Linked DNA regions of Mus musculus: regions 1, 2, 3, 4, 5 and 7 are each linked to region 6. Evidence: chromatin contacts called from public ChIA-PET, Micro-C and promoter capture Hi-C data. All regions are on one chromosome and are shown on one strand. The core of a region is the stretch at or near the end of the contact, and the rest is flanking DNA. Distances in the headings are between cores, read along the strand shown.

Region 1 (3,434 bases), core at 419-2,918, 420 kb before region 6:
TGGATTTAATTTTCTGATCCTGCTGCCTCTAACTCTAAAATCTGGGGAAACCCCACTGTAATTGAACCATGTGCAATTGAGCCCTAATGATCCAAATGGATACAGGTGCTCAGAATTTCATGGTAACTAGAAAGTGAAGGGGCTTAGAGTTGTGAAGGAACTAAGGATTATTTAAAAAATTATTTAAATATGTATTTTTATGCTGGGCTTGCTGGTGTACATCTTTAATCCCAGCAGTTCAAGAAGCAGAGGCAGGTGGCCTCTGAGTTCAAGGACAGCCTGATCTACAGAGTTCCTGGACAGCCAGGGCTACACAGAGAAACCCTAACTCATAAAACAACAACAAAGAGGATTTTTATGTGTTTGGGTCTTTTGGCTCCATACATGTCTGTGTTTACCAAAAGCAGGTGTCAGATCTGAAGGTATGAGCTGTCATGTGGATGATGGGAGTCAAACCTAGGGCCTCTGCAGGAGCAACAAGTGCTGTTAACTACAGAGCCATTTCTACAATTCTAGAAGTAAGATTATTTTTTCGAGACAGGGTTTCTTTGTGTAGCCTTGGCTGTCCTAGTGAACCTCCTCCTGTCTCCTCCAGCTTGCTGGGATTAAAGGCCTGTGCCACCATCAACTGCCTAGGATTTTAAAACTAATGTCATTTACTTTAAACCTGACTAGCTGATTTCTCATGGTCTATCGTTTTAAATTTCGTTTTTGAGACGAGGTCTTATGTATTCCAGGCCTTTTTTGAACTTCCTAAGTAGTTGGAGATTACCTTCAACTTACCCTCCTTCCTCCCTCTCTCTAGGGCTTCGGGGTTGTCTGGCAAGCGTGACTTTACAACTGAGCTACAGTCTCTTTCGGTCCTGGCCCTGTCATTTTAGAGATGATTAAAAACTGGGCTTAGAAAAGGTTCAGTCAATCGCCCAAGTCACAAGAGCCCAGGCCCAATCTGACTCTTAACACAGAAGTTTGTGGAGAACCAACCACTCTCCCTTCTGTCCTCTCTCTTGCTGCCCCAAGAGATGAATTTTACCAAAGACTAAAGCGAGGTACAGAGGACCTGGTGGGTCCAGAGAGCAGATAGGGCGGGTCCTCAATCGCCAGATCTTTCCAGGAGGGCAACAGGCCCCGAGGGCTGGCTTGGGCATTCCATTGCACTTGAGAAGGGAGATTGGGAGAGAGCGCAAACTTCCTGAGGAGAGACCACAGGGGTAACCTGAGGAAGAGCTGTCACAGAGCAAGGGCAAGGCAGGTGGAGGAGTTCTCCTCAGGAAGGCCGGCGTCGGCCAGGTTGGGCTCTCCAGAGCCCCTGAGGTAAAAGCCGACTTGAGGCGAAGAGGCGCAGGCAGGCAAGGTGCACGCGTGAGGCCCAGGTGGGAAGTGGCGGCGCCATCGCAAACTTGAACCACCGCGGCGATCCCGGACGAGCAAGCGAGCGAGCGAGCGAGCGAGCGAACGGGTCGGGCGGGCGGGAGGCGCCAGAGGCCGCTGAGGGGAGCCGAGCCGCCCTGGGTGGGGCCGGGAAGGGCCCAGGCCGCGGGCGGCGCCCGGCCACGTGACCCGGCGTGTTGTGGTCCGGCCCGCGTGGGTGGCGGGAGAGGCGCGGGGGCGGGGAGGGGCGGGTCACGTGACGGGGTTTAAATCTCCCGCAGCCGAGCCGCGGGGGCGCCAGTGCCGCGCGTCGAGCGGAGCAGAGGAGGCGAGGGCGGAGGGCCAGAGAGGCAGTTGGAAGATGGCGGACGAGGTGGCGCTCGCCCTTCAGGCCGCCGGCTCCCCTTCCGCGGCGGCCGCCATGGAGGCCGCGTCGCAGCCGGCGGACGAGCCGCTCCGCAAGAGGCCCCGCCGAGACGGGCCTGGCCTCGGGCGCAGCCCGGGCGAGCCGAGCGCAGCAGTGGCGCCGGCGGCCGCGGGGTGTGAGGCGGCGAGCGCCGCGGCCCCGGCGGCGCTGTGGCGGGAGGCGGCAGGGGCGGCGGCGAGCGCGGAGCGGGAGGCCCCGGCGACGGCCGTGGCCGGGGACGGAGACAATGGGTCCGGCCTGCGGCGGGAGCCGAGGGCGGCTGACGACTTCGACGACGACGAGGGCGAGGAGGAGGACGAGGCGGCGGCGGCAGCGGCGGCGGCAGCGATCGGCTACCGAGGTGAGTCCGCGCGCGCTGCCGCGCAGCCGCGTCCCTCCGCGTCCCCGCCTGTGACCCGGTCCCAGGTTGCCCAGGGCCCCGAGAGCTCCGCGGGCTCCGCGGCGGCGGCGGCGGCAGCGGCGCAGCTCGGCCCTGGCTCGGCCGCGCGCCGCCGAGCTCGCCGGCCCTGCTGCGGAGCCGCGCGCGGACTCGCCGCTCGCCTGGGCCGCCTTGCGCTGCTGCGCGCAGTCGCCGGGACCGCGGTTCTCGCAGTTTGGCGTTAGAGTGAAGTTTTCCCTCCCTCGGTTTGGTTTCCCTCCCGATGCGCCTTTAGTGAAGTTATAGTTTTCCTCACTGCACACTTTGCTTTGCGACTTTGGGGCTGTCCCGTGGATCGACATGCGATTTCGTTTTGCAAACTGACACCTGTGTTGCTTTTTTTTTTTTTTTTCTTTTTTGGATAGACCTATGTCTTTTTTTGAAGTTAGAAATTTTAATACACCAAAGCTATTTCTTGAGACACAGTCTAAAAAATGTAAGGAAATGGCTATTCCTAAAAATGTTGCTTTTCTGCGATTGCATTTATCACTTCGATATAGAGGAGTTATAGTTGTACTGTACTTTCGTAAGTTTTCTTTTCCTTTCAAAATCATGCTCGCAACATTTTTAGATTAACAAACCTGAAACAAACCTGCTTGGTTTTGCCCTATTGACGCCAAACGTTTGGGTTACTTTTTTGTTTTGTTTTTGTAATAATGCCACTTATCGTCTTCCTGAAAAGCTTTGTACAGAATTTATCAGAGTCTGTCAGTGCCCTTGTAGATGTTTGTGGCTCGTATAATGGTGCCATGAATTAAAAAACAACAAAACGTGTTAGGGACTGAAATAGGAAATGACCCTTGATGTCAGGTATTAAAGGGGAAACAAGTCGCATAAAGTATGCTTCGTGTTCTTTAAATCATACATTTACTAACACCCAGTGGCTGAAGCAGGTAGATTGCTACTTGAAAGGGCTACGGAAAGAGACTTTCTCTGGTTGGGGCAGTGAGAACACAGCCAGGGATTGATTTTTATCTCAGTGATATTTAGAAGTAATTTCTATTTGATGCATTTCATGAAGTTGTATTTCTTTGTCCTGGGCATGGAACCCTGAGCTGCTTTTGTAGGGCTACACAGATTTTATTTGTGTGTGTGTGTGTGTGTCTTCATTTTGGATTTTTTGAGGTAGGGTCCCTGTTTAGCCCAGGCTGGTCCGGAACTCACTATTTTATATATGTCAGGCTGGTTTCCAATGTCTGTGCCTTCCAGGTGCTGGAG
Region 2 (3,149 bases), core at 303-2,802, 470 kb before region 6:
TGTCATGCAAAAGGGACTGCAGTAAGCATAGTTTTGGGGGGTTGGTTTTGTTTGTTTTATTTGGGGGATCGGCCCTTAGAATTACAGTACACAGGTCATCCATCTTGGTGTCTTAAGTGACTCTTGAACCAAAGATCTGGTCCAACCCAACATACAAAGGTTCAACGAATAAAACATAATTTTTAAATAAAAATGTATGTGTAGTAGGATATTTCTTTAAACTAATTATAACTATCGATGTTTAAAAAAAAATTGGCTTTGTGGCTAAGCATGGTGGCACATGCCTTTAATCCCATCACCTATGAGGCAGAGGCAAGTTATGTCTGTGAACCATGGCCAACTTGATCTACATGCTGAGATGGTGAGTTCCAAGCCAACTCTGTCTCAAAAACAAAAACAAAACAAAACAAACAAAAAAGTAATGCAGGCTATATGACAGAGTAAGTATCCCTACTCAGCCAAATAGAACCCAAATGCACATACATATATACATACAGGCATGCATGCATGCACATAAAACAAAAATAATAAGTCTTTAAAAGAATAACACATTTGGCTGGGCGTGGTGGCTCACGCCTTTAATCCCAGCACTCGGGAGGCAGAGGCAGGCGGATTCCTGAGTTCGAGGCCAGCCTGGTCTATAAAGTGAGTTCCAGAACAGCCAGGGCTATACAGACAAACCCTGTCTCGAAAAAAAAAAGAATAACACATTTGTCTCAAGTATATGATGTCTAAGGGAAGCATTACTTTCTTTAAAAGAAAAATCTCCCACCAGATATGACATCTAACTTGATTTGATTTGAAATTATAATGGTATTTAATACCATTTGAGGTTATAATGGTACTATAAAATCCATGAGACTTTCTCTGAACGAGGAGACTACAGACAGGGGGCCCCGCCTCCTGAGCTCTAAATCGCAGCCTTTACTTAGGCAGTGGCTCTCAACCTTCCTAATGCTGCGACTCTTTAGTACAGTTCCTCACGTTGCGGTAACCCCCAACCATAAAATTATTTCGTTGCTACTTCATAACTGTAATTTTGCTGCGTTTATGAATTGTAATTAAAAATATTTGATGTGCAGGATATCTGATATGCGACCCCAAGTCCGTAGCAACCCACAGGTTGAGAACCGCTGCTCTAAATAAATAAAAACTGTATGTGGTCCCTCTCCCAGCTAATACTTTGAAGTTCGGAGTCCTTTCCTCAAATTAACCAGCAAGCATTTTAATCCTTCACTTTCTCCGAGCCGAAACTCCTTCCAAATGGTACGAGGTTGGAGTTCCAGGAGACGTGGCTGATCTCAAAGGCGACCTGGTGAGAACCTGCAACCCTGCTTACCGAGGAGAGCTCATCGCATCCCAGCAAGGCGTAGTAGTCCTCGCTGCCCTCCGGCCTGTAGTTCAGTATCGCGTCCATTTACAGCGGATGAGTCAGTCCTCTCCGACGCCACCGACACTGTGAGCTCCGGGGCGACAGCAAAGCTCTTTACATTTCAGCAGGACTTTCCAAACCAGCGAGCACCCAGACGTCAAGCCAGCCCTTTGCAAACACAGCTTCTCATTGGCTGTTTGCCCAGGATCGAGCCTGCCATGCGGGGCTGCTGGGATCTGTAGTTTGGGGTTTGTTGTTGCTGTTGGGTTTTTTGTTGCTGTTGTGTTTTGTTGTTGTTGTTGTTGTTGTTGTTGTTGTTGTTGCTGCTGCTGCTGCTGCTGCTGCTGCTGCTGCTGCTGCTGCTGCTGCTGCTGCTGCTGGTGATGCTATTGTTTGTCGTTGATGTTGTTTTGGTTTGGTTTGGTTTGCTCTTTACTTTTTGCTTTCATTGAAAAAATTTGTTTCATACAATATATATTCTGATTATGGTTCCCCGGTCCCAACTCCTCCCAGATCCTCCCCTCTCCTTCACTCACCCAACATCTCGCCTTTTTTTTTCCCCCTTCTCTCGTTAGAAAACAAATTTTAAAAACTAAAATAAAAGAATTTAGAGAAAAATAATGGAAGAAACACATGCAAACAAAATCTATAAAATTAAAAACACGGGCTGGAGACATGGCTCAGCGGTTAAGAGCACTGACTACTCTTCCAAAGGTCCTGAGTTCAATTCCCAGCAACCACATGGTGGCTCACAACCATCTGTAATGGGATCTGATGCCCTCCCTCTTCTGATGTGTCTGAAGACAGCTACAGTGTACTCACATATATAAAATGAATGAATTAATCTTTAAAAAAAATTAAAAACACAAACTGGGAAACCATAACATACCAGCAGAAGGCCAGTAATTTTTTTTTATGCAATATAAAACAAAAAGGCTTTAAAAAATACCATTGTCAGCAACCACATGGTGGCTCATAACCATCCATAATGAGATCTGATGCCCTCTTCTGGTGTGTCTGAATACAGCTACAGTGTACTTACATATAATAAATAAATAAATCTTTTTTAAAAAATACCATTGAGTTTGTTCTGTGTTACCCGTTTCCTGCTGGGCACGGAGCCCACCCTTAAGTGTGCCTAATATACCCAGTGAGACCCCGCTACAGAGAACTACTTTTTCCTTGATGATATCAACTGAAGATGGCTTGTTGGTTAGGGATGGGAGGCCATCTCTACTTCCCCTCTCAGTGCTGGGACCTCATCTGGCTTGAACACGGACAGGCCTGTGTGTGCTCTCACAGTCTCTGTGAGGTCCTATGTGCCTCGGTGGAGTTTGAGTATTGACATGGTGATTTTTTTTTTTCCTATTAGCTAATCGGAAGTCAGTTTTGACAATTTAGTGTAAAACTGTTACTAATTTATTGTACCTCTGTTACTTGGATAGTTTTTTTTTTAACCTATTTTTTTAAGAGACAGAAGAAAATGTGAAGCAAGTTTTTAAGATTTGGTCAATTAGAAAGATACTTTTCCAAGTGTCTAAAATAGCATGTAATTTGGGGCGGTTGTAGATGTAGCCCGGTGGCCAGCATTTTTGACTGCCACCAGCCAGGCCCTAGGGAAAGGAGAAAGGGAAGGGGAGGGGAAGAGGGGAAGGGAGGAGAAGGGAAGGGAGAGAGGGGAGAGAAGGGGAGGAGAGAGGGGAGGGGGACGGGGAGGGAGAACAGGGGAAGTGGGAAGGGACAAGGAGAGGAGACTGAGAAGAGATCATTAATTCTG
Region 3 (3,392 bases), core at 123-2,622, 320 kb after region 6:
AAGCCTGACTCAAAACGAGCATTGTCACTGATCATTCAATTGGCCTCTTTCCCTTATCCAATGGTAGTAGTAAACTCTCCAACTTAGGCATCTTTGGGAATCCATTCCTAGTCTCAAGGCCCTGTCAAGGGGCTGAGTGTGCCCTCAAACCCAGTGATAACTGTCCATCTCTTACATTAGTCTATAACAGTGGTTCTCAGTCTTCCTAATGCTGTAGCCCTTTAATGCCTCTTACGTTGTGGTGATCCCCAACCATAAAATGAATTAATTTTAGTTGTTGAGGATTTAGCTCAGCTGTAGAGCGTTTGCCTAGCAAGCGCAAGGCTCTGGGTTCAGTCCTCAGCTCTGAAAAAAAAAATTGCTACTTCAAAACTGTAATTTTGCTATTGAATCTTAATGTAAATATTTGATATATGACCACTGGTAAAAGGGTCGTTGAACCCCAACGGAGTGTCGACCCCCTTGAGAAACTTTGGTCTGTAGTGCTTGAGGACAAGCAGGGCTTGGATGTTATTAGAATCCTGTCTGTCCACTCTGGAAGCAGAGGCAGGCGGATTTCTGAGTTCGAGGCCAGCCTGATCTACAAAGTGAGTTCCAGGATAGCCAGGGCTACACAGAGAAACCCTGTCTCGAAAAACAAAACACAAAAAAACGAACCCTGTCCGTCATACAAGAATACCCGGAAGTTTATAAAGTGCACACATGAATAAAGGGCCAGACTTGTGAATTGTGGGTATTTTTTGTTGTTACTTGGGGTCGGGGAGAGAGCTGTTGAGACAATCTCATCATGTGTCGGGCTAGCCTTGAACTATGTGCACCACGCTGGACTCGATAGAGATCCATCTACCTCTGGCTCCTGGGTGCTGAGATTAGCGGCGTGCACCCCATATGCCCTGCCTATTCTGGTTCTTTTAAATTGTTCATATTGTGCAGCACGCATATGCGTGTCCTGGGTGCCACTGAGCGCGTGCACGATAAAACTGCACAGCTGGTTCTGTTTTCCAGGGATCACAAATTCAGGTCACCAGAACTGTGGTATCTCGCCGGTCCCTGAATTCCGGTGCTCACCAAAGCACCTGGGTTTATCTGTCACCACCCAGCCGTTTTCCACAGGTAGCGTACACATCGCAGCTTTTCATGGGAAAATGTTGCCAGCTGGTAATCCCAGACTCGGCAAGCGGAGGCAGCAGGGTAAGATTCAAGGCCGTTCTCCAAGTCTAGCCGTGGCGATCCCGCTGTCGTTAGACCGCGCAGAGCACCTCCACGCCGCACACACGGGTCTCACCCAAAGCCGCGCGAACCGCAGCCTTGCCGGTACACGCTACTTCCGCCGGATGCACTCCGCTGCGGAAGTGACGAATAGGCCCGGCTGAGGGGCGGTCCGCTTTCTCTGTCGCCCTCTCTCCTAGCACGCGGTTGAGGAAGCCGGTAGGCCTGAGAAGCTGCTGCTGAATAATGCCGGGAAAACTCCGCAGTGGGGCCAAGTTGGGCTCAGACGGGGCCGAGGAGAGCATGGAGACGCTGCCGAAGCCAAGCGAGAAGGTGAGCCTGGGGGGAGGGGGGTGTCCCCGAACTGGGCCGGGCCGGGAGCTCGTGGCCGGCCCTCTGACACGCCGTGTCGGCTGGTCAGGCTTGGGAGTGCGGAAGGGATTGCCGATCGCGTCACAGTGCGGACCAGAGCCGAAGACGGCAAAGTCTGAAACTTGCGCACATGGTCGGCATCTGCTGTGACACACAGACACAGTTCCCTCTTTAAAAAAGAAAAGAAAAGAAAAAAAAAAGAAAACCCAAAACAGAAAACGTGGTTGGCTAAGTGATCACCCTATTATATAGAAGGATCTGTGTGAGCACTGTTAAATCGCCTTGTCTCTTCTTAATTCCTTGCATAAAAATATTAAACTTGTGACAGTATCTATCAAAGTAGGAGGGTTCGGAAATTATCCCGGAACTCCTATGTTGTACGACTTAATTGAGTTTTTTTTTTGCTGTCTCTGTTGACTTTGAAGGTAGGAGCCTTTTAAAGGAGCAGCAGTAGTATTTGAATTAGGTGGAAATCACTGGGCGCACAGCGTTCACATCCGCGTGTTCAGCTGCCTGATGCTGAAGTCAGGAGGGAGGGACCTAGCTACGCGTTTATATTCCGAACTCGACTTACTGTTTTTCATATATGTAGTAGATAACATGTTCATGGGGCGGAGAGATTGTCCACGATACAGTATTTTTAAGATGGTTTTTGTGGTACCAGGACCAAACCTTGGGCAGCTCACGTGTTGGCAGGTGCTGTCCCACTGTAGCTCTAGCCCTTAGCCCAGCGGTTCTCAGCCTGACAGATAATCTGCAGATGTTTATATTATGATTCATAACGGTAGCAAAAATTAAAGTAACAACGGGATAATTTTCTGGTTGGGGGTCACTACAATATGAACTATTTGAAAAGTTGAGAATCGCTACCTTAGGCCATGATTTGAGAATTTAGTCCATTATGATTTAGTCTTTACTGCCTGGAACACTACTAGAGTCTATCTAGTAGGTGGCTAATAATCGGTACAAATTTTCCATATGAAAAGTTGCACATTTAAATAAAGTCCAAATAAAGTTTCACAGACGCAAATGATATATGAATTTTTTTGGTAGTTTTGTTTCATATAGTGTCTACGAGAATCCACATTGAAGTACACATTTCTTGAGTGTTTTACCATATAGAAATTTTGGAGGGAAAAGAAACCTGTTGTTGCTGTTATGAGGACACCCAAAGTTTGCTTGCTCGCTCTCTCTCTCTCTCTCTTTCTTTTCTTTCTTTCCTTCCTTCATAGTTACCTTTTGGACAGTGCTTGCTCACTGATACTGTGTGTGTGTGTATGTATGTATGTATGGATGGATGGGTATGCTTGCCCCTGGGGTTACAGAAGTTTGAGGTCAATGTTGGGTGGGTGCCTTTATCACTTATTTTCCCCACTCTCACTCACCCTACCCTCCACCCACAGACAGTTTTTCTTTTTTTTTAATCTTTTTTTTTTTTTAAAGATTTTATTTATTATTATAGTAAGTACACTGTAGCTCTCTTCAGACACACCAGAAGAGGGAGTCAGATCTTGTTACAGATGGTTGTGAGCCACCATGTGGTTGCTGGGATTTGAACTCTGGACCTTCGGGTGCAGTCGGGTGCTCTTACCCACTGAGCCATCTCACCAGCCCCCACAGACAGTTTCTCTATAGCCCTGGCTATTCTGGAACTTGCTCTGTAGACCCGGCCGGCCATGAACATAGAGATCCACCTCCCTCTAACTCCTGAGTGATGGGATTAAAGTGTGTATCGCCACTTCGCTGGCTTGTAGTGATACACACTTTTGGGGACACCTAGGCTGGCTAGCTGCCCACTCCAGCCCCACCAG
Region 4 (2,968 bases), core at 199-2,698, 410 kb after region 6:
CCAAGACAATCCCCCTTAGGCCTGTCCATAGCCATCCTGATCCGGGCTATCTCCGTCCCTGAGACTCCCTTCCCACGTGATTGTAGGTTGTGTGAAGGTGACTAAATTATCCATCTCTACTTCTAATTGCCTTGAAGGTGTCGTGAGAAACTTCCTGAAGCTGTTAACATGATCTTTCGTTTTGTTATCAGGGCTTTAATTGAAGCTTATCATGAAAAGGGACCAAAGGCAGAGGAGAGAAATCCCAACAGATACTAAAACTCCACACGGTGTGCGCTGGGTCTCTGTGCGCCTCGGTTGCTACAGTTGAGGGTTTCCAGGCTCTGAGGGGGCTTCTGAGGAGAAGTTTCTAAGGAGGGCTTCATTTTCTCTATCAGGGCTCCTGAGCTATGAGATTCTAAAGTCTGTCCTTATCAGGAAACCTTAAGGAATCAGCAGGAAGCCCAGAACAAGGGGAAGGAAACTCCTCCCACCCATCAAAGGATGGCCAAGGGGCAGGCATCTGAGCAGCCGAGGAACGGACACCCTGAAGTGGAGAATGGTTGAGCCCTCAGAGCAAAGGCAGAGAAAGCTGTCTCGCTACAGATACAGCGTAAAACCACCCTTACTGTGAGGCTAGCACAGAGTGGCCATTCCCGCACCCGCACCCCCAAAGCCCCGCAATCTTCGAGGCCAGGGAACGGCTAGTCCTTTATGAACGGCAGCATCTGTGTCTCTGTTTTCACATTCCACGGCCCTCTGAGGGGGGGACCTGCCCTCCTTGTTCCTGATTTTTGCCTTACTCAAGACCAGAAAGAAAAATTTTTTTTCGAAGTAAACAAACAAACAAACAAAAAAAAACAGGAAAAAAAGATGCAAACATGCATGGTCTCAATCCCTGGGGAGCAGCTGATTTTATATATATATATATTCCTCACCTGTTTGTGAGCTAGAGGGAAAGCCAGGAATTCTAGCAGACTCTGGACGTTAACGGAGACCGCTCATCCTGGGGGCTGAGAACCCAGCTCGGCTCGGAATGTTCCCTGCTTGTGCCTGACTCTGTGCGCGCCCAGCTTCTCTTTGATGTGCGCTGTGGATGAGCCGAGCTCAGTTCTGGAACAGCTGAGTCCTCCTGTCTGTTTAGATTGTTACCTGAAGGAAGGGAGGGGGAAGAAAGTGCTGATTCGACTTTTTGATGGGGAAAACTTTTTTTTTAAACATGCAAATGACAGATGGCAGAGCTTTTTGGAAAAAGAAAAAATAATAACCACACAGCAAACGCCTAGGGGGAGTCCGGTGGAGTTTCATCATGGGTATGAACAGTTGTTGTTTTTTTCAACTTTCTTCTTCTTTCTGGGTGTTGATGTGGATCTCTTTCTATTTGTTCAGGAAACTGTGACGTGTGTTCTTGGGCAGGGTCTGAGGTTTTGGAACCTCTTTCTAAAAGGGACAGAAAGAGCACCCTGCTACATTTGCTAATCCAGAGGCTGAGTGGAGCCGAGCTGGTCAGGATGCAGGTTCCCGTCGGCAGCAGGCTTGTCCTGGCTCTCGCCTTCGTCCTGGTTTGGGGATCTTCAGTGCAAGGTAAGAGACCCAGGATCTTTAATTCTCTGCTCTGAAGGCATCAGCATATGCACAAGTAATTGTCTTCATCTGAAGGTGCAGGGTGTCCTATTGTGGGAGGGGAGGTAAGGAAGGATTTCAGGTGCCTCAACAACCTCGTGTGAGTTTACTTGAGTTTGGTCTAAAAAATAATAATAATTAATTAAACTCTAAGGTAAGTGGTGGCCTTAAAACCTGTCAGGATGACTGAAAAGTGTTCTTATTTTTTTGGGTAAAGATGTGTGGTTTATTCATTTAAAGCATTCAAGAAATAAATGGAAAATTACCCAACTGATCTACTGAGATGGTGGCATCATGGAATTTTCTAGAATAGCATCCTATCACTGAGTTGTCTGCATGAACTCCATTTTGATATAAGGTCTCATGTAGCGTAAGATGGTCTTCAACTTGCTATACAGCTGAAGAGGACCTGGAACTTCTACTTCCCGAGTGCTGGGATAACAGGTGTATGTCTCCATGCTGGGTTCCAAAGAACGGAATCTGATGGCGCTGTTATTTTAACAATGAAAGAGGCTTTTGTGTGTGTGTGATTTTCTGAGACAGGGTTTCTCTGTGTAGCCCTGGCTGTCCTGGAACTCACTCTGTAGACCAGGCTGGCCTCGAACTCCGAAATCCACCTGCCTCTGTTTCCCAAGTGCTGGGATTAAAGGTGTGCGCCACCACTGCCCGGCTTTTTTTTTTTTTTTTTTTTTAATTGGGGTAAATGTAGCTATTTTTACTTTCTTCTTAAGCTCGGCTCTTACCAAACATTCAATTTTGGCTAGGCAAAATGCTAACTCTAAAACAATATTTTAGAAACAGCCTGAGGAGTGTTAGCATTTGTGCTCTCGTCCAGAAAACAGGTTTTCGTTTGAAAACCTGTCTGTAAATTTGACTGTCTTTTACAGCTGTTCAGTCATGCTGACTCAACCTCAAACTTTTTCTAAGAAGATGGAATGTTTGTAGAACAAACAAACAAACAACAACTACAAAGAAGCACACTTTATTCGCCTTAATATTTAGGGAACTATGTCTAAATGAGGCAGAAGGTCATGGCCTGATAAATAAGTTGCCGAGTTTATGGTTGAAAAACATAAAGGAAATGTTGAGTCACAGCGACATACGTGTCCTGGAGTTTCTTCGAAGTGACTCCTAGCTGTAGCGTTCTTACTTCCGGTCGAAATGACATCTCACAGGTTACTTCAGAAATTCCTTGCATAGTGGAAGTTTAGAAACTTATTTTCATGGGGCTATGCTAACGTCGTCATCGGAAAACAGGAAGTGACCTTGCTAAGGCTCACTTCTATTTATGTAGCTTTGTGATATTGGCGCCTACACCCAGGGCCTCATGCATGTCCGGGGCTCTGCTACACAGCTAGAGCCACAC
Region 5 (3,288 bases), core at 427-2,926, 270 kb after region 6:
CTTTTCAGGTTTGCTGTGAGGTTTGGTATGAGAAAAAAAATGCCAAAAATAGGATCCTAAGAAGGTAAAAATGCACTTCATTTGAGTGATTTTCAGCCACAAGACAGCATCTGCTCCCTTTATACCCATGTGTGTGGCATTCTTCACCTTATTAACTGTTCCTATGCATAGCATATTCCGTTGTAGGGGCATAGTGTATTGCTGTAGAACTGGGTGTAGCTAAGAGGAAAAAGAATTTAGAAAAGCTATTGAGATTTAGATTTGTAAAGATTTAGATGTAGAGACCCATAACTATTCATCCAACTTGTGGGAAAAGCCTTTTTCACCATCATTCCTTGAACACACCTGGTGTTATAAAACTGAATCCATAAGACTACATTCAGACAAAGTCATTGATGTTAAGCCAGTCCTTATTTTCATAGAATTCTGGAAGCTATCACAAATTTAAAATATTGTGGTCCCGGTTATTTAAGTCTAATCATAGAACTCAGGACGTGTAGCTGTAATTTTTTTAAGGCCTGTGTTTGAGGCTCAGATTACAAGACTGCTACACTAGACATTATGTAGTTTGCAAGAATGCCCTGTACCTACATCTAGGTTTGGTGTCATCTTCCCTCAGGAATGTAATAGCTGATTGACTGAATAAAGAGAACATGATAAACAAGGTTTGAGGACTGGGATTGTTGTTCAATTGGTAGTAGGCTTGCCTGGTCTGTGAGGTACAGGGGATCGAGCCCAATCTTTGTGAATATACATAAAGACCAAGAAGTCAATTCGCTGACACTGATATCTTTCATATAAATTTGTACCTCAGAGGCAGTTAATCCTGAACCTTAAGATTAAATGTACGTATTACAAGCAGGTCATCTGTCAGACACATTGGACTTGCTTTTCTTATCCTTTAGATTTTTCCCTATTCTGTTTCATAGGAGCGAGCATTCGCCTTGCAACTCTGGGAAATTACAGCTGTGAGAGCGCTGTGCCCATCGCGGATTCCGATCACTTTTCAAGTCTTACAAGCGCTACTGAGTTTGGACAAATAAATTCGCTTCTCGGGTGGGTTTGGTTTCTTCTGGGATACGTGAGAACTAAAAGTGAAGCCATAACTTAACGCCTGCATAAGGAGCTAATATCCTTGAGGCGGCCCCTCGGCTTCAGACCCCTGCAGATTCTGCTGACCCCGGGAAGCCTCGACGTCAATGCCCAGGTACCGTTACAGGCTAACGCTCCACCCACTGCGGGGGGCGGGGCGGGGCGGGGGCGGGGCGGAGGGCTGCAGTTTCCGGCGGCGAATGGCTGTACGGCGCGTGGCGCTCCCGCCGGCCTCAGCTCGTGCTTGCCCACGAGCCGCTGCGTCGCGCGTCAGCCCCTCGCTCCCCGCCGCCTGCGAGGGGGCTGCGCGAGCGTTGCAGGGCATGCTGGGAAGGGAGGCGTTCCGAGCGGGGGGAGGGGAACACTTGGAATTCTGCGTGCCGCGCCAGGGGAGGCGAGCGTCCTTCCTGGAGATTGGCCCGTGCTCTGGAGAAGCCTGTCACTTCAGACCGTGGGCGGGCCCATCGGGGCCACTCAGGTTTTCATTGGCCGAGGGAGGCTGCGACTCTCTGGGAGAGTTTCCTCCTGTAGAGTTCCGGCTTGCTTTGCTCCCGCCGCGAGGTGCGTGGCCCGGAAGTGACGCACGGTCCTGGCCGGCGGGGCCGCCCAGCCCCCGCTTCCTTTCACGCTCTCGGTGGCCGTAGGTGGTCGCGGCCACCGCAGCCGGGCGGGAGGTTGCGACGGCCAGTAATGCCCGGGAAACTCCTCTGGGGAGACATAATGGAGCTCGAGGCACCCTTGGAAGAGTCCGAGAGCCAGAGGAAGGAGCGGCAAAAGGTGTGCTGCGGCTGGGCCGCGCCTCCCTCGGGCTGCGCTGGCCTGGGCGGGGAGGGGAGCTGTCTAGGAAGGGGAAAGACCTGTCAGGACCGGGGGCGAGTTTCCGAGGGACAGCTTCCCCTTCGCCGAGCTCAGCCCTCCGAGGTCCCAGGGACCATTCCCCATCGCCGCACTCCCGGACCTGGAGGAGAACGGCCCGGCTTCCGTGGTACTTCAGCCCCACGTCGGCCTCTGCGCCCGGATCTCTCCCGAGAGATGGGCAGACTTGAGCTCCCATCGCCGTGGAATCTGCTCGTGTTCCCTTTCTTAGGCGGCGAGTCCCTTCATTTGGTTTTCCGGGGCCTTCGAAGAGTTGAGACAGAGATGATGATGGCTTTGCCTATGTGTTGCCTCCCGGTCGCGGTGTCGTGTCTGCAGCAGTCTCGGGAAAAGCTATCCTAGGGGGTTACAATCCTCCATGATTGGGTAATAGAGGCTTAAGGAACAGTGTCAAAGCCAGGCTTGCCAGGGGTTGGCTGTGATGGAGTTCGTGGGGGTTGTATTACGAATAGCCCTTACTGTCAGTATTTTCAATCCACTGTGGTTTTTATTGAGGCTAATCGTGCCAGACTCTTAGCTGAGGACCGAGGAGATAAAACTAATTAAGTATGCAGAATAGTCCCTGCCCACCAGGAGCCTGTAGAGGTTCTATCCCCACCTCCGTCCAAGACATTAAGAAAGAAAGAAAGAAAGAAAGAAAGAAAGAAAGAAAGAAAGAACCCGAAAAATAGAGGATCTTATGGTGTTAAGAAAAAATGCAGAGGTAAAATTTTTACTGGAGACATTTGACCTGGAGAAAGAAAGCTGAATGAGGATGAAAATGACTGTGGGAAAGATGACACTTGATAAAATATTTACTCTGTAGAGTGCTAGAGATGAGGAAACACCCCCTAGGACCTACCACGAAGGTAAATTTTAAATTCTAGCCACCCTTTTATGTCACCTTCCCAGTGGGCATTGAAGTGAGGCCACCACTATGCCCGACAAATGCCCAGCGTTGAGCTCTATTCCCAACTCTCGTTTTTCTGTTTTTGTAGAACGTACTAAATTTGGAATTTACATTTGAGAGTTCCATTTTTCAGTGCTGGGGTTTAAATTCGACCATGGCTCAAGGTTTATTTTTTTTATACCATTTTAAGCGTGTGACTTGATGTCATTATAATAGAATTGTGCTGTCACGACCACCGTGATCTCTAGAACCTTTTCATCTTCCCAAGCCAAAGCTCTTTGCCCCTTTGAATTTTACTACTGTAGGCTTCTAGGGTAGACTATAAATGTAACCTCAAGCCGTTATTTTAGTTTTATATTTAATTTAGTTTGTCTTGAATAACCTTGCATACCTAAATCCTGCTTCTGACATGGTCTAGGTAATGTTTCTTT
Region 6 (3,449 bases), core at 747-3,246:
GAATTTCTCTGTGTAGCTCTGGCCATCCTGGAACTCATGCTGTAGACCAGACTGGCCTGGAGCTAATTCTGCCTGCCTCTGCCTCCCGAGTGCTAGGACTAAGTAACAAATGTCTTTTTAATCTGAGAAGAAAATAATTACATTCCCAAAACAGCTGCAAGCTATGACCCTATCTTTCCATAAGACCTCATGATGTGTATTTTTTTTATTGCCAGTCATAAATAATTAACTGAGCCGGGTGTGGTGGCGCATGCCTTTAATCCCAGCACTCGGGAGGCAGAGGCAGGCGGATTTCTGAGTTCGAGGCCAGTCTAGTCTACAAAGTGAGTTCCAGAACAGCCAAGGCTACACAGAAAAACCCTGTCTGGGAAAAAAAAAAAAAAAAGAAAAGAAAAACCACATAAATAATTACCTGATGACAACTCAAATAATCAATCATTGTGGGGAGGGAGAGGTTAAGAGATACAAACTTACAAACACCTGCTTACTGAAAGGGAGAGGAACCCTGGCACATGCAAGCCATCTGGTAGAGTAAGCACAAAGCACAGTGCTTCTTTTCAAGCAGTTACAAGCTTGTTTACCACGATTCCTGGAACCAGTTTTGGTTGTAGGCAGTTTTCTTTTTTTGTTTTTTGATTTTCCGAGACAGGGTTTCTTTGTGTAGCCCTGGCTGTCCAGGAACTCACTCTATAGACCAGACTGGTCTACAGCATGGACTACAGATTTGTTGTTCTTCTCAAGCCCCTCCCACTTTTGTCCATCAGTTTACCATCATCTATCTACAAGATTAACCAAAACAACAAAGCCAGGGATCTTTGCTATCACCTCCATCTATCTTCTATCGCATGACAAGGTCTGCGGGCCTGCTTCTCCAACTGTTTGGTTTTTGTTTTTTGATTTTTTTTTTTTTTTCGAGACAGGGTTTCTCTGTGTAGCCCTGGCTGTCCTGAACTCACTCAGACCAGGCTGGCCTCGAACTCAGAAATCTGCTTGCCTCCCAAGTGCTGGGATTAAAGGCGTGCACCACCACCACCGCTGGGCGGTTGTAGGCAATTTTGCACAATATCCTTAGTCATTTTATTTTGTTTTTGAGACAGGGTATCACTTTGTATTCCTTGCTTGCCCAGAACTTGCTATGAAGACCTGGTTGACCTCAAACTCAAGATCTGCCGACCTTTGCATCTGCCTGGTGCTGCGATTTAAGGCACATTCCACCATGTCCAGCTCATATCCTAGTCTATTTTTCAAAGTTAGCCTCTAGAGACGGACTGTGCGACATGTGCCTGTAATTCCAGCACTTGGGATGCAGAGGCAGGAGAATCGGGAGTTCAAAGCCAGCGTCAACTACATAAGGCTCTTGAGGTGGGGGGGCGGGGGGGAATACATTAAATATTCTCAAATCATTATCCGCACGCGCGCGCACACTCACGCGAAGGGGACGCGAGCCCAAGCTGGCCTCCACCTCCAAAACTTATTTTCCTTTCAAGCAAACAGCAAAACCCAATCCTACACTGTCACACGTGTTGTTTGTAACAGAAAGGGGTGGTCCCCACCATGTCCCACCTAAAGGATCCTGTTTTCAACCTTAAGAAATAGGTGCTTGGTTCAGCGGAGGGATTAGCCCCGGCTGCAGGGGCTGACGTGAAGGCCCGGCTGGGTGCTGCAGCAGGAGAAGCTCGGGACTGTCTGATCGGCCCGCGGACCGGCTTCAACACCCAGCCCCGGGGTCCGGGCGGCGGATACTGACCTCCGGCCAAGAAGGAACGCAGCCAGTAGAAGTCTCGGCGTGAGGTCGGGCCCCCGCTCCCAGCCGCCTGCGGCACCGCGGGTGCAGGCTCGGCCGCCGCCAGGGCCGCCGCAGCCACCAGGGCCGCCATCGGGACCTGCGCCACGTCCCGAGCCTCCGCTGCCAACTTACAAAACACTGGGCAGCACCATGGCTGGAGCCGGCTCTGACAGGAGCCCAGCCGCCGCGCGGGCGGGGCCAGATGATGCCCATGGCGCGCGGCGGCGAGGAATGATGACGCACGCAGCCGCCGCTGGGACCCGTCCAAGAGAGCAAGGCGGAAGTGGGCGTCACCCAGGGGGTCTGCGACACTCAGGGTCCCGGGTTTCCTGCTGAAGGTTTGCGAGCCTCTTGAGCCAGACCAGTAAATTCAGGCTTGCAGTCTCAGCACGAGCGAACCTGATGACTCCTGACCATGGAGATCAAGACCCGCTTGAGCTATGTAGTGAAGCTCATGCCTGTCATCCCAGCACTCAGGACTCTGAAGCAGGGGCATCACCTCCAGACCAAGACCAGCATGGGTAACTTAGTGAGTTCCCGACTAGCCCAGGCTGCAGAGAGAAAGATACTGTGTCAAAAGAAAATGCTAGACAAGCTAGCTGGCTCAACGGCTGAAGGCACTTGTCACTAGGCTGGCCGACCTGAGTTGTCTCCAGACCCGGCCTAGTTGAAGGAGACAGTCGATTCCCACAAATTATTCTTAGACCTCCATACATGCAACTTGGCAGCACGCGCGCCCACACGCGCACACACTATAATAAATGTTGAGAGCCATAGAGATGGCTCAGCGGTTAAAAGCACTCTTGTTCTTGTAGAATACCTGGGTTTGATTCGCGCGCGCGCGCGCGCGTGTGTGTGTGTGTGTGTGTGTGTGTGTGTGTGTGTGTGGTGTGTATGGTGCCTCTGGCATTAACACAAGCAGCTCAGCCTTCCCTGTCTTTCTGATCCACTCCCATCTTCTGATCTCACACACGATAAATTCTTTAACCTGCTGTCTTCACAAACTCTTTCTCTTTTATTTCTCCTTCTTTTCTTTTTCTTCCTCTCTCCCTGCCTTTCTCGGGACCGGCTATGGAGGCTTGGCTTGTTTGGAGATTCTAGCAGGGTGACACATCTATTCCCACACCCTTTATCAAAGATGGTGTCCTTCTCTCTTAGGGGAAGGTCATCTTTGTCCAAACAGGCATGTAGTTCTGGAAGCCATGTACATGGAGTGGGAAGAGGGGAGGAGACACTCACATAGACAAGCAGGTCGCCAGGCGTGGTGGTCCACGCCTTTAATCCCAGCACTTGGGAGGCAGAGGCAGGCGAATTTCTGAGTTCGAGGCCAGCCTGGTCTACAGAGTGAGTTCCAGGACATCCAGGGCTACACAGAGAAACCCTGTCTCGAAAAACAAAAATAAATAAATAAATAAATAAAAAGACAGCAGGTCAACTTGGTAATCAGTGGAGTGACAGATGGTGCAACTGCATCACCCTCACATCTGTGACCTAGGACTAAATACTAAATATGGCCCAGCCTGGTCTCTAGCCTGAGATACTTCTGCCTCAACCCTGCATGTGCTAAGAGTACAGGAGGATTTCACCACCACTCCTGGGGTGATCTTTATCTGTGTCTCTCTTCCCCCCTTCCTCTGTATCTCTCTCTCTCTGTCTCGGTTGT
Region 7 (3,186 bases), core at 586-3,085, 340 kb after region 6:
AGTACTGCATTATGCCATAATAAAGATACCGATGCTTTATATTTAGTTCTTGGTGGCTTTTATTTTATAGCAGTGACTGCTAGGTCTGTAAATCTAGTAGCTTGGCTTGCCTTTTGTGTATACTGCATTAAAGCAGATCAGGTTATAACGGGGAGTTAGCCTTGGCTAAATTGTCATAAAAATGAACGCAATCCTATGTTAACATACCTTCACTGTCTTCAGACACACCAGAAGAGGGCATCGGATCCCCCATTACAGATGGTTGTGAGCCACCGTGTGGTTGCTGGGGTTTGAACTCAGGACCTCTTGGAAGAGCAGTCACTGCCATCCCCCCAGCCCTTCAGTGGGCCATTTTCTACAGGTTCATTTCTTGAATCATCCATTCAAGTTTTGTGAATTGCTCTCTTCCCCTAACATCCTATGTTTACCTTTCAATATGTATGTACATACATTTTAAGACTTAAAATAATTTTACATTTAATAAATGTTTTCAAGACAGATCTCACTGTGTATCTCTGGCTGTCTTGGAACTATGTAGACTTGTAGCACAACCAATTCTGAGCTTATCCCTGACCAGCTTACAAATAAGTGAGACTCACACTATGGTTATTTTATTTGGCTTTGACAATTACTGGGGGATAATCTCTAATCTATTTTTCCAACTGCTGACCTGGCTTCTTTCCCAGCAGTGTTCCCCCAAGTAATTGCTGTTTCTCCTGCCGTGTGCTCATGGTCCATCTCTCCTGGCTCTTGTTCTACTCTCTCCAATGCTCAACAAGGAAACCCACCTACCTCTGATCCCTGCAGTTATTAGCTGTAGCCTTTGTTGTTTGTTTTTGTTATTTCGAGACAGGATTTCTGTGTAGCCCTGGCTGTCCTGAACTTTGTAGACCAGGCTAGCCTTGTACTCAGAAATCCGCCTGCTTCTGCCTCCCCAGTGCTGGGATTAAAAGCGTGTGCCACCACGCCCGGCAGCTGTAGCCATTTTTTTTTTTTTTTTTTTTTTTTGGTTTTTCGAGACAGGGTTTCTCTGTATAGCCCTGGCTGTCCTGGAGCTCACTTTGTAGACCAGGCTGGCCTCGAACTCAGAAATCCGCCTGCCTCTGCCTCCCGAGTGCTGGGATTAAAGGCGTGCGCCACCACGCCCGGCTAGCTGTAGCCATTTTTATTTAACCAAATTAAGTTTTAAATTAAGGAATAAAGTTTGTACAACAAAAGCTGGTAAGCATGAGAATTTAATCATAGGCTACAGAATTTAGCATTACAATACATATCAACACTGGCCCCTGTGTCAGCCTGCAGATAATTGGCACCATGCCTAGCTCAGAGCCTTTATAGAATTTTCAGGGACTGGGCGGTGGTGGTGTGAGGTGGCTCTAGTAAGTAAAGGCTGCGGAGGCTGAGCCTGAGGATCTGAATTTGATCCCTGAGACCTGGGTACCTGGGTTGTAGTTTCCTACAACTATAATTTTTAACTGTGATAGCGTAATACATTAGTGGTGAAAGATTCTTGCCTATGAACTTGAGCAGTTATCGAAAGATGTTAGTGTTAAATTTCATTTAAGCTAGGGATTGACTTTACGATAGGCTAGTACCTTACCCCTAAGAATCATTCTGATTCTGAACATTTTTGTATAAACTACATTTTGGGATGAAGCAGGAGAAGCCATACTGCTCAAGGGTAGCAGCGGAAGGCTCTGTATTCCCTGACAGCTTCGTTTCCTTGACGACGGCTGTTGTGGCGACCAGAACATCCTCCCATTGGCTGCTGCCGAGCGTCTAGCGCTCCCCTCTACCGACTTCATTGGTCGGCGCTCCACAGTCACGACACGTCGTAAATGAAGTGTCGCAACGCGGAGGCCTCCAGTGGCTGCTGGTCCACGGACGGGGAGGCGGCCGTCAGCTCAGGCCGCGATGGCGAACGCTCCGGGGCCAGAGATCCGCGAGAAGTTCCAGGCAGCGCTGGCCCTGTCGCGGGTGGAGCTGCACAAGAACCCGGAGAAGGAGCCGTACAAGTCCAAGTACGGCGCGCGCGCGCTGTTGGAGGAGGTGCGCGCGCTGCTGGGCCCGGCGCCCGAGGACGAGGACGAGCCGGCTGCTGACGATGGGCCGGGCGACCAGGCCTTGGGCGCGGGTGAGCCCCGGGAGGCTGAGGGCCCCGGAGCGCAGCGGGCGCTGCGCCTCGCGGTGGTCGAGTTCCACCTTGGTGTGAACCACATCGACACGGAGGAACTGTCTGCCGGCGAGGAGCATCTGGTCAGGTGCCTGTCGTTGCTGCGCCCCTACCGCCTGTCGCTCGGCTGTGTGTCTCTCTACATCCAGGCGCAGGTGAGATGCTGAGGCGGGAGTTCTGCATCCAAAACGCTCCTCCTGGCTGCGCACGTCTCTCAGTTGGTTCAGTCCCCAGCATTGCACAACACCCGGCCTGAAATTCCAGTACTAGGGAGGCTGCGGCAGGAGGATTGCTTTGGGTTCTTGGCTAGCCTGGGTTTCATAGCGAAGTTTAGTCCCTTTTAATTTGTCATAACACCTACCCTCCATCTGCCTACCAACTCCCTCTGAGTTCTCGCCGCCTACTCCAGCCTCACTTGCTACTTTCCGTAATCCTGGGCAGAAAACCTAAGCGTCCGAATCAGCGCCTCCCAACCCAATGACAAGCTTAGTTTCATTCTGTGAAGAAATAATCCAACGGGATTCGAATGGAATGAACAGGACAAGGGATCGCAAGAATGATCCAATCTTAAATGTTGTTGTTGTTAATGGCCAAAATCTTAAAACTTTATTCTTTACCACATTCATCTTGTTTGCTCAGCAAGGAATTCGTACCTTTTCCTTAAACTGTCTCGACAACCTTTTAATAACTTTTTATTTTTTGTTTGTGTTTAGACATCCATTTGTGTCTGCAATGCTTAACTTCGACTGTCTTCACCTCCTGAGTGCTAGGACCCCCTCCCCCTTTTCCTTTCAGAGTCTTGTAGCCCAGGCTGCCTTTAACCCATGATCCCCCCACCTCAGCCTCCCTGCTGAGGTTATCGGAACTCTTGTTTGGACTAACTCTATCTGGTCCAAACTGATCTCACCTTCCATCCTTTACATTTTTATAAGCAGCAAGTGCGACTTTCTGCTCTGGAGAACATAACATTTCAAAATTCAAATAGTGGGTAGAGTTTTCCAGGCCCTTGGGTG

The links. Promoter capture Hi-C pulls out the DNA fragments that hold promoters and counts their contacts. A called contact is a pair of places that touch in the nucleus more often than the background predicts. ChIA-PET counts read pairs in DNA pulled down with a chosen protein or histone mark. Capture Hi-C pulls out chosen DNA fragments and counts their contacts.
Region 1: a contact with region 6 is called in a promoter capture Hi-C map of pre-B cells. The contact joins the promoter of Sirt1 here to the promoter of Slc25a16 in region 6. A contact is called at or near these places in 7 of 39 promoter capture datasets (the C10 cell line, cranial neural crest, hippocampal neurons and 3 more), 1 of 484 Hi-C or Micro-C datasets (CD4 T cells), 3 of 115 datasets of contacts at active chromatin or transcription factors (bone marrow-derived macrophages, large pre-B cells and memory CD8 T cells) and 3 of 9 other capture datasets (adipose tissue, liver and pancreatic islet).
Region 2: a contact with region 6 is called in a promoter capture Hi-C map of liver. The contact joins the promoter of Dnajc12 here to the promoter of Slc25a16 in region 6. A contact is called at or near these places in 13 of 39 promoter capture datasets (the 3T3-L1 cell line, 3T3-L1-derived adipocytes, the C10 cell line and 9 more), 6 of 484 Hi-C or Micro-C datasets (B cells, CD4 T cells, CD8 T cells and 3 more), 3 of 115 datasets of contacts at active chromatin or transcription factors (double positive thymocytes, memory CD8 T cells and thymic regulatory T cells) and 2 of 9 other capture datasets (adipose tissue and liver).
Region 3: a promoter capture Hi-C map of embryonic stem cells shows a contact between it and region 6. The contact joins the promoter of Ddx21 here to the promoter of Slc25a16 in region 6. A contact is called at or near these places in 13 of 39 promoter capture datasets (the 3T3-L1 cell line, cranial neural crest, embryonic stem cells and 9 more), 4 of 115 datasets of contacts at active chromatin or transcription factors (astrocytes, effector CD8 T cells, embryonic limb bud and 1 more) and 1 of 9 other capture datasets (liver).
Region 4: an RNA polymerase II ChIA-PET map of memory CD8 T cells shows a contact between it and region 6, with 6 read pairs. The contact joins the promoter of Srgn here to the promoter of Slc25a16 in region 6. A contact is called at or near these places in 2 of 39 promoter capture datasets (cranial neural crest and maxillary cranial neural crest) and 2 of 115 datasets of contacts at active chromatin or transcription factors (embryonic stem cells and memory CD8 T cells).
Region 5: a Micro-C map of embryonic stem cells shows a contact between it and region 6, with 2.5 times the contacts expected there. The contact joins the promoter of Ddx50 here to the promoter of Slc25a16 in region 6. A contact is called at or near these places in 1 of 39 promoter capture datasets (erythroid cells), 4 of 484 Hi-C or Micro-C datasets (CD4 T cells, embryonic stem cells and muscle stem cells), 5 of 115 datasets of contacts at active chromatin or transcription factors (bone marrow-derived macrophages, cardiomyocytes, effector CD8 T cells and 2 more) and 2 of 9 other capture datasets (adipose tissue and pancreatic islet).
Region 7: a promoter capture Hi-C map of embryonic stem cells shows a contact between it and region 6. The contact joins the promoter of Kifbp here to the promoter of Slc25a16 in region 6. A contact is called at or near these places in 11 of 39 promoter capture datasets (the 3T3-L1 cell line, cranial neural crest, embryonic stem cells and 7 more), 1 of 484 Hi-C or Micro-C datasets (embryonic stem cells), 3 of 115 datasets of contacts at active chromatin or transcription factors (astrocytes, embryonic limb bud and memory CD8 T cells) and 1 of 9 other capture datasets (liver).

The regions. Positions count from the first base shown.
Region 1 is chr10:63,337,269-63,340,702 of GRCm38.p6, reverse strand. It overlaps Sirt1 (sirtuin 1), which reads left to right and starts at 1,668. Exons shown (of 9, transcript NM_019812.3): 1 at 1,668-2,138. The coding sequence starts at 1,733. RefSeq lists a promoter at 1,104-1,732.
Region 2 is chr10:63,384,966-63,388,114 of GRCm38.p6, reverse strand. It overlaps Dnajc12 (DnaJ heat shock protein family (Hsp40) member C12), which reads right to left and starts at 1,552. Exons shown (of 5, transcript NM_013888.3): 1 at 1,340-1,552. The coding sequence starts at 1,417.
Region 3 is chr10:62,600,278-62,603,669 of GRCm38.p6, reverse strand. It overlaps Ddx21 (DExD box helicase 21), which reads left to right and starts at 1,372. Exons shown (of 15, transcript NM_019553.2): 1 at 1,372-1,542. The coding sequence starts at 1,456.
Region 4 is chr10:62,506,237-62,509,204 of GRCm38.p6, reverse strand. It overlaps Srgn (serglycin), which reads left to right and starts at 1,448. Exons shown (of 3, transcript NM_011157.3): 1 at 1,448-1,563. The coding sequence starts at 1,491. It overlaps Gm51804 (a long non-coding RNA gene), which reads right to left and starts at 1,401. Exons shown (of 3, transcript XR_003949006.1): 1 at 1,251-1,401; 2 at 918-1,131.
Region 5 is chr10:62,649,606-62,652,893 of GRCm38.p6, reverse strand. Ddx50 (DExD box helicase 50) reads left to right here and starts at 1,676. Exons shown (of 15, transcript NM_053183.3): 1 at 1,676-1,869. The coding sequence starts at 1,783.
Region 6 is chr10:62,919,180-62,922,628 of GRCm38.p6, reverse strand. Slc25a16 (solute carrier family 25 (mitochondrial carrier, Graves disease autoantigen), member 16) reads right to left here and starts at 1,996. Exons shown (of 9, transcript NM_175194.2): 1 at 1,748-1,996. The coding sequence starts at 1,877.
Region 7 is chr10:62,577,106-62,580,291 of GRCm38.p6, reverse strand. Kifbp (kinesin family binding protein) reads left to right here and starts at 1,835. Exons shown (of 7, transcript NM_028197.2): 1 at 1,835-2,328. The coding sequence starts at 1,915. Ddx21 (DExD box helicase 21) reads left to right here. Exons shown (of 15, transcript NM_019553.2): 15 at 1-45.